Linked DNA regions of Mus musculus: region 2 is linked to region 1. Evidence: chromatin contacts called from public HiChIP or PLAC-seq data. All regions are on one chromosome and are shown on one strand. Each heading gives the region's core, a stretch centred on a gene start, on an enhancer-like site or on the middle of the called end of the contact. The rest is flanking DNA. Distances are from core to core; before and after follow the strand shown. Region 1 overlaps Nr6a1 (nuclear receptor subfamily 6, group A, member 1). Region 2 overlaps Nr6a1 (nuclear receptor subfamily 6, group A, member 1).

Region 1 (5,671 bases), core at 1,515-4,014:
TGGCTATATAAGCATTTTCTATTTTTTTTTTTAAAGATTTATTTATTTATTATATGTAAGTGCACTGTAGCTGTCTTCAGACACTCCAGAAGAGGGCGTCAGCTCTTGTTACAGATGGTTGTGAGCCACCATGTGGTTGCTGGGATTTGAACTCTGGACCTTCTGAAGAACAGTCGGGTGCTCTTACCCACTGAGCCATCTCACCAGCCCCACATTTTCTATTTTTACACTTACTTGATATTAGACTTTCTGCTGAAAACCTAGTTCTCAAAGTAAAAGATTTCCTACCATTATCTTCTATTTACTATATATTATGGGTGCCCTTTTGACTAACATACACATTATAGATCTCCCATTAGATTCCAAGCTATTTGAGACTATGCTTATGTTTTTGATGACCACTGCATAGGTAGTGCAAGACCAAAAAGTCAGTCAAAAAAAGTAAAGAGTAGCTGGTCCTGAATCCAGCAACAAGGAAAAAGGAAAGAAAATCCCTTCAAGAACATAACCAATCACCAAGCAATCTGCCCGGGTCATTTCTGCAAAGCCAAACCAGTTCTCCCAGTCCCAATTCTAAGGCAAGTATCCACATCCACATGCAAAGCTTTCCTCTATCTGAGGAAATTTATGTAATAAAGTTGAAGACTTTAAACTGACCAGATAGTAATCCTACTATCAACAACATCTATTAGTTACTCTTTACCAAAAATAGAAAACAAAAGAGAAAGCAACTGAGTCTTACCAGTGTTTTTTGGAGTAGGACTTGGTTCCAGTTGGCAAACAGATGAAATTTTTTCAAACAAGATATTTAATTCAAATCTGAGTCAAGAATACAAAACAATAAAGCCCTCTCCTGGGTCCTGGAGTCAAATACTGTTCCTTGGAGCCTCATGTCCTGATAACTGTTTCCAGGGCTTCCTCACCTAAGGTACACCATCTTACGCCCTCAAATACAGCTTTTCTTTAAAACTTGCTCTTTGTCTGGGCTCTGCTCAATTAATGATATTAACAAGTCTCCTATGCCAGAAACCTATGGTTCCTTCCTCAATTCCTTCTTTCTCCCTGAATATCACCAACTTCTGACCTTTTCTACCTACTCAAAAATGATAGAATCACTGTGAAGAGGTATCAGTAACCAAGAGTAGCACAATTCAAGCATCTTTAAATACATAATCAACTGCAACACAAATGTTTAAATCTTCAGGCTAGGGTTAGGAGCATTAGTCAGTGGTGGAATATTTGCCAAGTGAATGAAACTGAGTTCACTTGCCAGCACCACCAAAAAGAAAAGGAAAAAAAAATCTATGACTTAATGATGCTAGGAGTGGGGATATAGCTCAGTTGGTACGGTGCTTGCCTAATATGCATGAGGCTTCTGGATTTGATATGTAGTACCAAACAAACTAGGCATGGTAGCTAAAAGGTTCTGTCCAGCCTTCATGGGTTCTGGAAGAGAGGAGGAGTGAGGACAGAAAAGAAATGCTGAAAAATTCTCCTATCATCAATGGTTGGATGTGTTTGAGAAGATATCATCTTGAAAATTACTAAGTAAGGAAAAGAAGCCTTTAATCTGTCTTTTCATTACACTATGTGTGCTGGCTAGTTCTACGTTAACATGGCGTAAGCTATAGTTATTTTGGAAGAGGTACTCTCAATTGACAAAATGTCCCACTAAATTGGCCTGTAGGCAAGTCTGTGGTACATTTTCTTGATTGGTAATTAATGTGGAAGGCCCCAGCATACTGGTAGCCACTGGTGGGCTGGTTGTCCTGAGTGTATAAGAAAGCAGGCTGCATAGGCAATGAGAAAAAAACCAGTAAGCAGCGTTCCTCCACAGCCTTTGCATCAGCTCCTGTCCTGATTCGCTGAATAATAGACTATAAACTATAAGATTAAATTCCTTTTAATCTACAAACTTAAGATAATTCCTTTCTGTCCCAAGTTGCTTTGGGTCATAATATTTTATCACAACAACTGAAAAGTAACTATGGAACAAAGGACAACAAATGAAAAAAAATTGGAGTTAGAATATTACTATGGAACAGCCCTAGGTACTGATCATCAAGATATTATAAGAATATTGCAAGAATAGAGAACACAACAATTCAACATCCTCAGGGAGTATTCTCCTCAAAAGTTGAATCTGTGAAGATGATAATCTCTAACCTCCATCTACAAAATTATACAACTATAAGATTCAGAAAGACACATTCATCTACATCACAAAGATATACCAGCAGAACCCCTCCCAACACCCAGTTTTCACAGTGTGCTAGCAAATTCTGAGTGCACTACTCACTCTGCATGATAAAAAGGTGAAATGCCCCTCACCACTTTGTAGTTAGCAAGGTTAAAGAGATTATTTTAACTTTATCTGGGTGTTTCAAAAAAGACCATAACTAACCTTCCTCTTTGAACTAATATTAAGTTAGAGTGCTATTGTGAGAGACCATCTGGGACTATGCTCTTTCTAATCTATTAGTCTTCCTTAAATTCACTTTCTTTACAAATCAAAACCAAAACCAAAACCCCAAACTAGGATCCAGCCATCCTAGTTGGAAATACTATCCTGTCACTAAGATCCTTTTACACTCACAAATCTAGAAACTTTGTTTGTTCTTGAGTACAATGAGTCAGTTTTCCCACCAGAATCTTTGTCCCAAAGCCCACTGGAATGTTTGTTCACACATCTCTTAGAGGTAAGGAAGGGGACACCATCCTCCTTTCCCTTGTTCCAGAATTAGTGACAAAGAGTTCAACATTTAAAGCAAGTCAACATTGAGCAAGCCCTACTCTGTGACAAACAATAGGTTGGAAAGTCAAGATCCCCTCCTTGTAGAGATCAAGCCAGCAGGAGATACAAGGACACTTCTGAGATGAGGGGCAAAACACAATGTGTGCTCAGAGAAGAATGACCTGTCTCAGCTGGGGTGGGAGCAGATCCTCTCTGTGGTATTGGCATCTACATATATAGCTGAGTATTTAATGAATTAAAAACAAAGGCTGGGGCTGGAGAGATGGTTCAGTGGTTAAGAGAACTGACTGTTCTCTTCCAAAGGTCCTAAGTTCAATTCCCAGCAACCACGTGGTGGCTCACAACCACTTGTAAGGGGATGAGATGCCCTCTTCTGGTGTGTCTGAAGAGAACTACAATGTACTCACATACATACGATAAATAAATAAATCTTTAAAACAAACAAACAAACAAACAAAACAAAGGCTGGCCTGGCATGGTTGTGTACACCTTTAATCCAAACATTCAGGAGGCAGAGGCAGGTAGATCTCTAGAAGTTTGAGATCAGCCTGGTCTTCAAAGCAAATCCAGGATAGTCAGGGCTGTTACACAGAGAAACCAGTCTCAAAAACAAGCAGGGCAATGGTGGATTTCTGAGTTCGAGGCCAGCCTGGTCTACAAAGTGAGTTCCAGGACAGCCAGGGATATACAGAGAAACCCTGTCTCGAAAAACCAAACAACAACAACAACAACAAAACTAGATATCAAATAAAAGATATTGGGCTTCCATTGGTGACTTGAACACTACCTCCTCTGTGCCATCTCTCAGAGATAGACTCTTGGGAGCAAACCTTCTTTTGGAACCAAAGGTATTATCTATGCAATCCTTAAGACAACAGCAGTATGGCAAACAGTGAAAGGATGTGAGGAAAGACCAATGGCTTTCAGGAATTCTTTCCTTGAACTTGTCCAAGCATCTCTTCCTAATAATGCTCCTTAGGAAAAAAAAAAAAAAAAACCCAAGCATTACTGCAGGATTTGTCCTTCAGAAAAAAAAAAAATCTGGGTTACAGGAAAAGGAGTGCATACTGGATAGTATACAAAATAATCTCATAGATTATTCCCTTCTTTGAGTTTCTTAACTGAGTTAGTCAGTTGCAATTCTTATCAGTCTATGAATCTGCTTGGTCATGCCCTTAAAAATTACCTACTTACAATTCTTATGCTACTGGGAAGGTAAATCCTCCTATGTAATGGGTCACTGTCAAAACTAGTTTTCAGGATCACTGTCTAGCCTCCTCTATTAAAAGGTTATCACATAAGCTGGTACACTGAGAGATCATCTGTCGTACTGTTTCTTAAAACCAAGTCCATTTTAAATGCACATACTATTTAATCCAGCAACCTAAACACTTCTAGGAATATATAACTAATGGAAATGCTTGTATATGCAGGAGTAGAAAAGGTATCATTGCAGGGGGCTGGAGATGTAGCTCCATTTGTAGAGTGTTTGCCTAGGAGGCTTGATTTCCAAGCACTGCATAAACCAGGCATAACTGCTCACACCTCTTATCTAACACAGAGATGGAGGAAAGAGGATAAAGGGCTGAAGGTCATCCATGGCTTCAAGGCCAGCTTGGGCTACACAAACCTTGACCCCTCTCTCCAAAAAATAGTTCTTTTAATATTTTATATAGTCTGTTTCTGCCTCCCGGGTACTGCGATTAATGATGTGCACTGATTAATGATCTGATCCCTGGACTCATATGATGGAAGAAGAAACTGCTTCTCAAGGGTGGATAGTCCTTTGACTCCCGTATGTACATTGTGAGATATATGCTACACCCTCAAAATAAAATGTAATAAACAAAATACAAGTATATAGAAGTATAGGGCTTGGGCATATTTCTGTCAACAGAGCACCTGCCTAGCATGCACTAGGCTCTAGGTTTGACCCCTAGCACTGCATAAAACTGGATTTGCTGCTTTATGCCAGTAATCCCAGTACTCGGGGGATAAAAAGGCAGGAGAATCTGAAGTTTAAAGTCATCCACAGCTACATAGTGAGTTTGAGGTCAGCCTGGACAACTTGAGACCTAATCAGCCCCACCCTATCCCACCCAGGAGATGAAATACACATACGTGTACTTCAATACCTCTTGCTGAATTAGAGTTATAGAATAAACTAAACAACCATGGTACTTGTCAGAGTATATAAAGCAACAGTTCCAGGTACTAGACTTCAGGAGATGAAGAACGATGATTCCTGGGAGGCAAATAGAATATGGTGAATGGATCTGTGAGTGTTCTTCTTAACTATTTAGAGCAGTGGTTCTAAACCTGTGGGTCCCAACTCCCTTGGTAAACCTCTATCCCCCCCCCCCAAATTAAATTATAATCCATAACAGTAGCAAAATCAGAGTTATGAAGCAGCAGTGAAAATAACTGTACAGTTGTGGATCACCACAACATGAGGAACTGTATTACAGGAACTCAGTATTAAGAAGATTAAGAAAGAGTGGGTCAGAGGTTTTTCTAGGCTAGAAAGAAACAAAGCATCCAGGTAGCCTATCAGTTTCCCAGAGTTACAGATATGAAGCTAGAAGTCAAGGAGGTCAATAAAACTGGGGAAAGGAGTTCACAGGGCACTGGACCAGAGGGAGAGGGCTACACTGAGTGCACAACTGAGATTGGCATAGGTTCTCCATGTCTTTAGCTGTAGATTATCTGTGCATGTATAAGAGAAAACCACCCAAGCTGAGGAAATTCCCAAGAAGAAGAGCAAAGAAAAACAATCTTTTGGGCTCTTTCAGGGCTAAGACCTTTCCTCTAACACTGGGGATAGAACTAGGGAACTTTATGCATGTCAGGCAGGTGCTCTGCCATGGAGCTACATAGCTAAGAATTTTTGTTTCAACTAGCCAAATGGAGAGCTTT
Region 2 (5,671 bases), core at 2,312-4,811, 84 kb after region 1:
AATTTTTATTATGCCTTAGAGGATCAATAAGCATGTATGTATACACAATTTTGTGTAAGAAATCTAAAAACTGCATTATCTGTAATAAAGCAGAAACAGTCCAGGTGTCAGCAGAAGAATTACCTGTGACACTGTCAGTGGAATAGTACTCAGCAATGAAAAGAAATGAACTATTGGGCCAGTGAGATGGCTCACTGGGTAAAAGGCCTTTGACATCAAGCCTAACAACCTAAGTTCATATCCTGGGATCCACATGGTGAAGGAAAGAACAGACTCCCACAAATTGTCCTCTGACTTCCATATGTGCACCCTGGCACACGCACCCCCTCACATAGTAAATAAATAAATATTAAAGAGTGTTTTTTTTTAAAGGAGAGAAAAGAAAGGAAAGAAAAAGGACCCAGATATAGCTCTCTCTTGTGAGACTATGCCTGGGCCTAGCAAACACAGGACTGGATGCTCACAGTCAGCTATTGGATGGATCACAGGGCCCCCAATGGAGGAGCTAGAGAAAGTACCCAAGGAGCTAAAGAGATCTGCAACCCTATAGGTGGAACAACATTATGAACTAAACAGTACCCCCTGGAGCTCTTGACTCTAGCTGCATATGCATCAAAAGATGGCCTAGTCGGCCATCACTGGAAAGAGAGGCCCATTGGACTTGCAAACTTTATTTGCCCCAGATCAGGGGAATGCCAGGACCAAAAAGTGGGAGTGGGTGGGTAGGGAAGTGGGGGGGGGGGGGTATGGGGGACTTTTGGGATAGCATTGGAAATGTAAATGAGGAAAATATCTAATAAAAATATTTAAAAAAAGGAAAGAAAAAAGGGAGGGAGGGAGGGAGGGAGGGAGGGAGGGAGGGAGGGGGGAGGGAAGAAAGAAGGAAGGAAGAAGCTATTAACACATGAATTATGGATTATTGTCAAATATTGGGCTGCAGAGGCACAAAAGAGCAAATGTGAAATTATGCATGTAAGGCTGTAGAACAAGTATTAAGAAGTTACTAGGTTTTAGGGATTAAGTAGTGGATCAAAATAAGAAAAAGCATAAGGAAATTTTGATGGTGGATTACAATGATTAATGAACAACCTTGTGAACACTGCTTTGATTCACATTTTCAGATAGGAACATTTCCTTGTATGAAAAAATTCATATTTCAATTTTAAAAAGATACAAAAAGTGAGGGCTTTGGAATCACACAGAGCAGCTCTACCACTTACCAGGTATATGGCCTTGGCCAAGTGTTAAACTGTCAGTCTCTCCATCTGCAAAGCAAAAAGAACTAGATTTGAGAATAACTTCATAGAGCTGCTAGGAAAAGTAAACAAAGCAATACTTGAATGATATAATACAGTAAATGCTCATTAAATATTAACAAAGAAGTTAGACATTTTATTCCCATATTTTAGCCAAGGAGAAAGATTCAGGAATAACTAGTGGGTAAACAATGGTAACTTACATAACCTACCAGTACTTGTGTTGTTACAGTGAGCCCTAGCAGGGATCGTTAGTTTTATGGATGAAGAACTCCTGCTCCACAGGTGTCAGCAGATGTCAGCATGCAAGCTTCTCTTTTCTAACATGGTCTCATGTATTTCAGGCTGGCCTGGAATTTACTGTGCATCCCAAATGATCCTGAACTCCTGAATCTCATGCTTCTACCTTCCACTGGGATTACAGGTATGTATCAGTATTTTCTACTGTACTATGCATTCCAATAGGGGCACCTTCAGCAGTTAACCCTGTAATTGCCAGTATACTCCATCTCATAAAAAACTACTGAACAAATGCGCCATTTATTCTTTCTTCTCTTTTCGAGACAGGATGTTACTGAAGTCACAGAGCCCACCAGCCTCTGTTGATATTAAACATGTGCACTGCCAACCTCCATTGTGGCCAATACTAAATTCAAGTCTTGGAGGCCAGGGAGCTGGAGAGATGGCTCAATGGTTAAGAGCACTGGACTGCTCTTCCAAAGGTCCTGAGTTCATTTCCCAGGAACCACTTGGTGGCTAACAAACATCTGTAATGGGATCCAGTGCCCTCTCCTGGTATGTCTGAAGACAGCCACAAATATCTTCACATACATAATAAATAAACAGATCTTAAAAAAAAAAAAAAAAAAAAAAAGGAGACCAATTCTAGAAGTGGGGCTGTAAGTAGGCACTTCACAACATTATTCTAGGCTTTAATTTTTTATTTACACTGTAAGTGTGTATGTGCTTACATATGCACACTCATATATACATATATGCATGCACATGTCAAAGTGTGCATGTGTAGGTCAAAGGACAATGTGAGAAAGCTGGTTCTCTCCTTCTACAATGTGGGTTACAGACACTGAATTCAGAAGGTCAGGGTTTGCAACAAGCCACTTTACCTGGCTGAGCCATCTCACCATTCTATTCTAGGCTTTTAGAGTATTTCTTTCTCAGAGCAATTTCAAAAGAAGAGAATTCTGGCTTGGTATGGTTGACAGACACATGTAATTCTAGCACTTAAGAGGCTAAGGTAAGAAAATCTTGAGTTAGAGCCCTGACAACACAGAGTTATCAAGATCAGCCCAGCTACATAAAAAGTCTTCCTCAAAAAAAATAAAATAAAATAAAATAAAAATAAAATAAAAATTGAGGGACAGGAGGGATAAGAATGAATGCATATAATCTAGATATGAAGTCTGTGCTCTAAGTGGGAAGCTAAAGCTAAGGCTTGAAACTATTTGGCAGGATAGTTTCAGAAACTTGGCGGCTGAAAGGGAACCAATATTTCATTAAAACATATTCTATTTTCCTTAATCATGAAAGATTCTTACTTTGAAAAGTTTAAATGCCTGGGTGAATGTAGTAGTGCACTCCTTTGAGCTTGGCACTTAAGAGGCAAAAAACGAGTAGGTCACTGAGTTAGAGGTCAGCCTAGTCTTCAAAGTGAAAAAACAAAACTAAAGTGAAAAACCAAAAACTGGATAAGGAAAAATTATAATGCATTCTATTCCAAGGTATTGAACTAAAACAAACATTTTCAGCTTTTTTAAAACTAAGAGGGCCAGAGAGATGACTCAGTGGGTAAAAGCAAGTGACACACAAGCCTGATGACATGCAAATGATCCCTAGAACCCACCTAAAGCCAGAAGTCAAGAATCAACTCCACAAAGTTGTCCTCTGACCTTCACACGCTTGCTTTGGCAGATGTACCACTACCCCCTCCTCACACACACACACACAGACACAGGGTTGTCTCAAACTGTTACAATACTGTTCCCACAGAAAAAAATAATTGCTAAAATCTAGCCTCAGATTTTTTTTTTTTAGACATTCCTTCTTAGTCATCCATAACAAATCTCAAAGCATTCCCTGCACCCACCAGATAGTAACAGGCATCCATGGCTACACAAGGACTCAACAATTGCCTTTGAATCCAATTGTAAACAAGTCCTCAACTCTTGGCTCCATGGAGAATGCCTACAAGTCAGTATAAACTCTGAAACAGGGGCAGAGGTCAAGTGACTGGGAGAGTTCAGCCTAAACTCTCAATCTCATCCCACCCCCACCTTGTTCAAAAGAATCCTATCAGAAAGAACCTCCCAGCAAAGGGCCACATTCAGGAGACCTGATGTGGCAGTGTTGCCACATACTGAGCTGGGCCTTTAGAAGCACAGGGGAACTGCTAGAGCCAGGAACCACCTAATCACAGAGTAAATGCTATGGAGGAGGAAACATTAAGGGAAAACAGAGAGACTCACAAATTTATCTTAATATGCTTTAGGAGAGAAACTGTCTCATAAAGGATAAAACAGTCCTTAACCTGAGCCATAAAAGAAATTTCTTTGTGGACTTAATTTGCCAGTGAACTCTTCCAGTTTGTGTCCAAAAATCATCCTATAATGCAAAAGATGCTCAATTGATACTTTTTGAAAAACCATCAGAGCCGGGTGGGGGTGGTGCCTTTAATCCCAGCACTCAGGCGGCAGAGGCAGATTGATGGATCTCTGTGAGTCAAGCCTGGTCTACAAATTGAGTTCCAGGACAGCCAGGACAGAGAACCAACCCCTGTCTCAAAAAAACAAAAACAAAGAAAGAAAAACTCATCATACACATAAAAATCATGATATAGGGCTTGGCACAGTGGTCCATGCCTTTAACCCCAGCACTCAGACAAAAGCAAGCAGGTCTGTGCATTCAAGACTAGCCTGGCCTACAAATTGAGTTCTAAACCAGCCAGAGCTACAGAGTGAGACCCTGTCTCAAAGGAAAGGGAAAGGGAGGGAGAGGGGGAGAGAGAGGGAGAGGAAAAAGACATTATATTGTCTTCAACTCTTCACATGTACATATAAAACACACATATACATGAATGTACTCACAAAAATATATACAAACTTTATTTCTTATTGTATGTATGATGGGAGGCCATGAGCCTTCCACATCTCATCTGTGAAGGTCAGTCAATGGACAACTCTATGGGATCAATTCTTTCCTTTACATGGATTCCGAGGATCAAACTCAGGTCACCAGACTTGAGTAACAACCCCTCTACCCATTGAGCCATCATGACACACATAAACTCTTTTTAAAAAAGTAAAAAGTTGGGGACACATGTAGTGGCACAAGCCTTTAATACCAACACTTGGAGGCAGAACCAGGCAGATCTCTGAGTTCAAGGCCAGCCAGAATTAACACAAAGAATTACCCTGTCTCCAATGATGATGATGATCATGGGAACTGAACCAAGAACCTTGTACATAGTAGCAAAAGGCTATGCCATTGGGCTATTTCTTCGGACCCATCATTAGCATTGAGACTCACCAAAATTAAGGTGGCTACAGACAGTTCAGTTAAATAAGGTCTCTATAGCCATATATTTCATGGTATATATACTTTGGGATCATTTTACCTCCTCAAGCAGGCCTCACAGTTCTTATCTAAATATAGAATATTTAAAATAGCTTTTATAAGTGTTTAATGAAAAAAATCAATGTTAAGCATTTTGTAAATATGTCAATTTACACTCTATGGTAAAAAGCCACATAAACTTATGTCTACCTTTCCTGTTAAACTAGCAACCCTTAACAGAGCTGTGGCCTTTATACTGTGGCTAAAACTTGGCACATACAGGAAAGAGGAAGAAAAAAACAGCACTGAATTAAACAGGTCAGATCTTATAAAGACAAATTTATCAAATGGTCTTATATGGCATTCTCCTAACTCATAACTGTTAGAATATTGCAGTGTTTGCCACATAAGAAATGCCCAATAAAGCTGGGCGTGGTGGCACACGCCATTAATCCCAGAACCCGGGAGGCAGAGGCAGGCAGATTTCTGAGTTCGAGGCCAGCCTGGTCTACAAAGTGCGTTCCAGGACAGCCAGGGCTATACAGAGAAACCCTGTCTTGAAAAAAGAAAAAAAGAAAAAAAAAAAGAGAAAAAAGAAATGCCCAATAAATAGTATTTCTCAGGGTAAGGCAAAGTCTAAGTGAATAAACTTCTGACATCCAAATAAATTAAACCTGAGTTCAGATTCCCAGAACCCATGCGCCTATAATCCCACTGTTTGTACAGAGCTAGGAGGCAGAGACAAAAACTCCCCAGAAGTTTGTGGGCAATATGTAGCCCTGAAAAAGATCCTGTCTCAAGGTCAACAGTAAATAAAGCCCAACATGCAATGTTGCCCCTGTACT

What was found. HiChIP or PLAC-seq counts read pairs in DNA pulled down with a chosen protein or histone mark.
Region 2: a contact with region 1 is called in an H3K27ac HiChIP or PLAC-seq map of extraembryonic endoderm stem cells. The contact joins two enhancer-like sites. A contact is called at or near these places in 1 of 39 promoter capture datasets (macrophages), 10 of 15 datasets of contacts at CTCF or cohesin (CD8 T cells, the NIH/3T3 cell line, embryonic stem cells and 5 more), 214 of 484 Hi-C or Micro-C datasets (the 3T3-L1 cell line, 3T3-L1-derived adipocytes, the 63-12 cell line and 113 more), 29 of 115 datasets of contacts at active chromatin or transcription factors (CD4 single positive thymocytes, CD8 T cells, the NIH/3T3 cell line and 20 more) and 5 of 9 other capture datasets (adipose tissue, embryonic stem cells, liver and 2 more).

The regions. Positions count from the first base shown.
Region 1 is chr2:38,788,412-38,794,082 of GRCm38.p6, forward strand. All of the region lies in intron 3 of Nr6a1 (nuclear receptor subfamily 6, group A, member 1), which reads right to left. Among named protein-coding and RNA genes, the nearest start is that of Nr6a1os, 25 kb to the right of the region's middle. Within about 2 kb of position 2,765, at least 12 of the 459 cell types and tissues checked have an H3K27ac peak or open chromatin away from gene starts, as enhancers often do. A contact at or near this core is called in extraembryonic endoderm stem cells, where this site is marked.
Region 2 is chr2:38,871,375-38,877,045 of GRCm38.p6, forward strand. It overlaps Nr6a1 (nuclear receptor subfamily 6, group A, member 1), which reads right to left. Exons shown (of 11, transcript NM_010264.4): 3 at 1,221-1,265. It overlaps Nr6a1os (a long non-coding RNA gene), which reads left to right. Exons shown (of 7, transcript XR_866167.2): 4 at 1,601-1,680. Among named protein-coding and RNA genes, the nearest start is that of Mir181b-2, 20 kb to the left of the region's middle. Within about 2 kb of position 3,562, at least 50 of the 459 cell types and tissues checked have an H3K27ac peak or open chromatin away from gene starts, as enhancers often do. A contact at or near this core is called in extraembryonic endoderm stem cells, where this site is marked.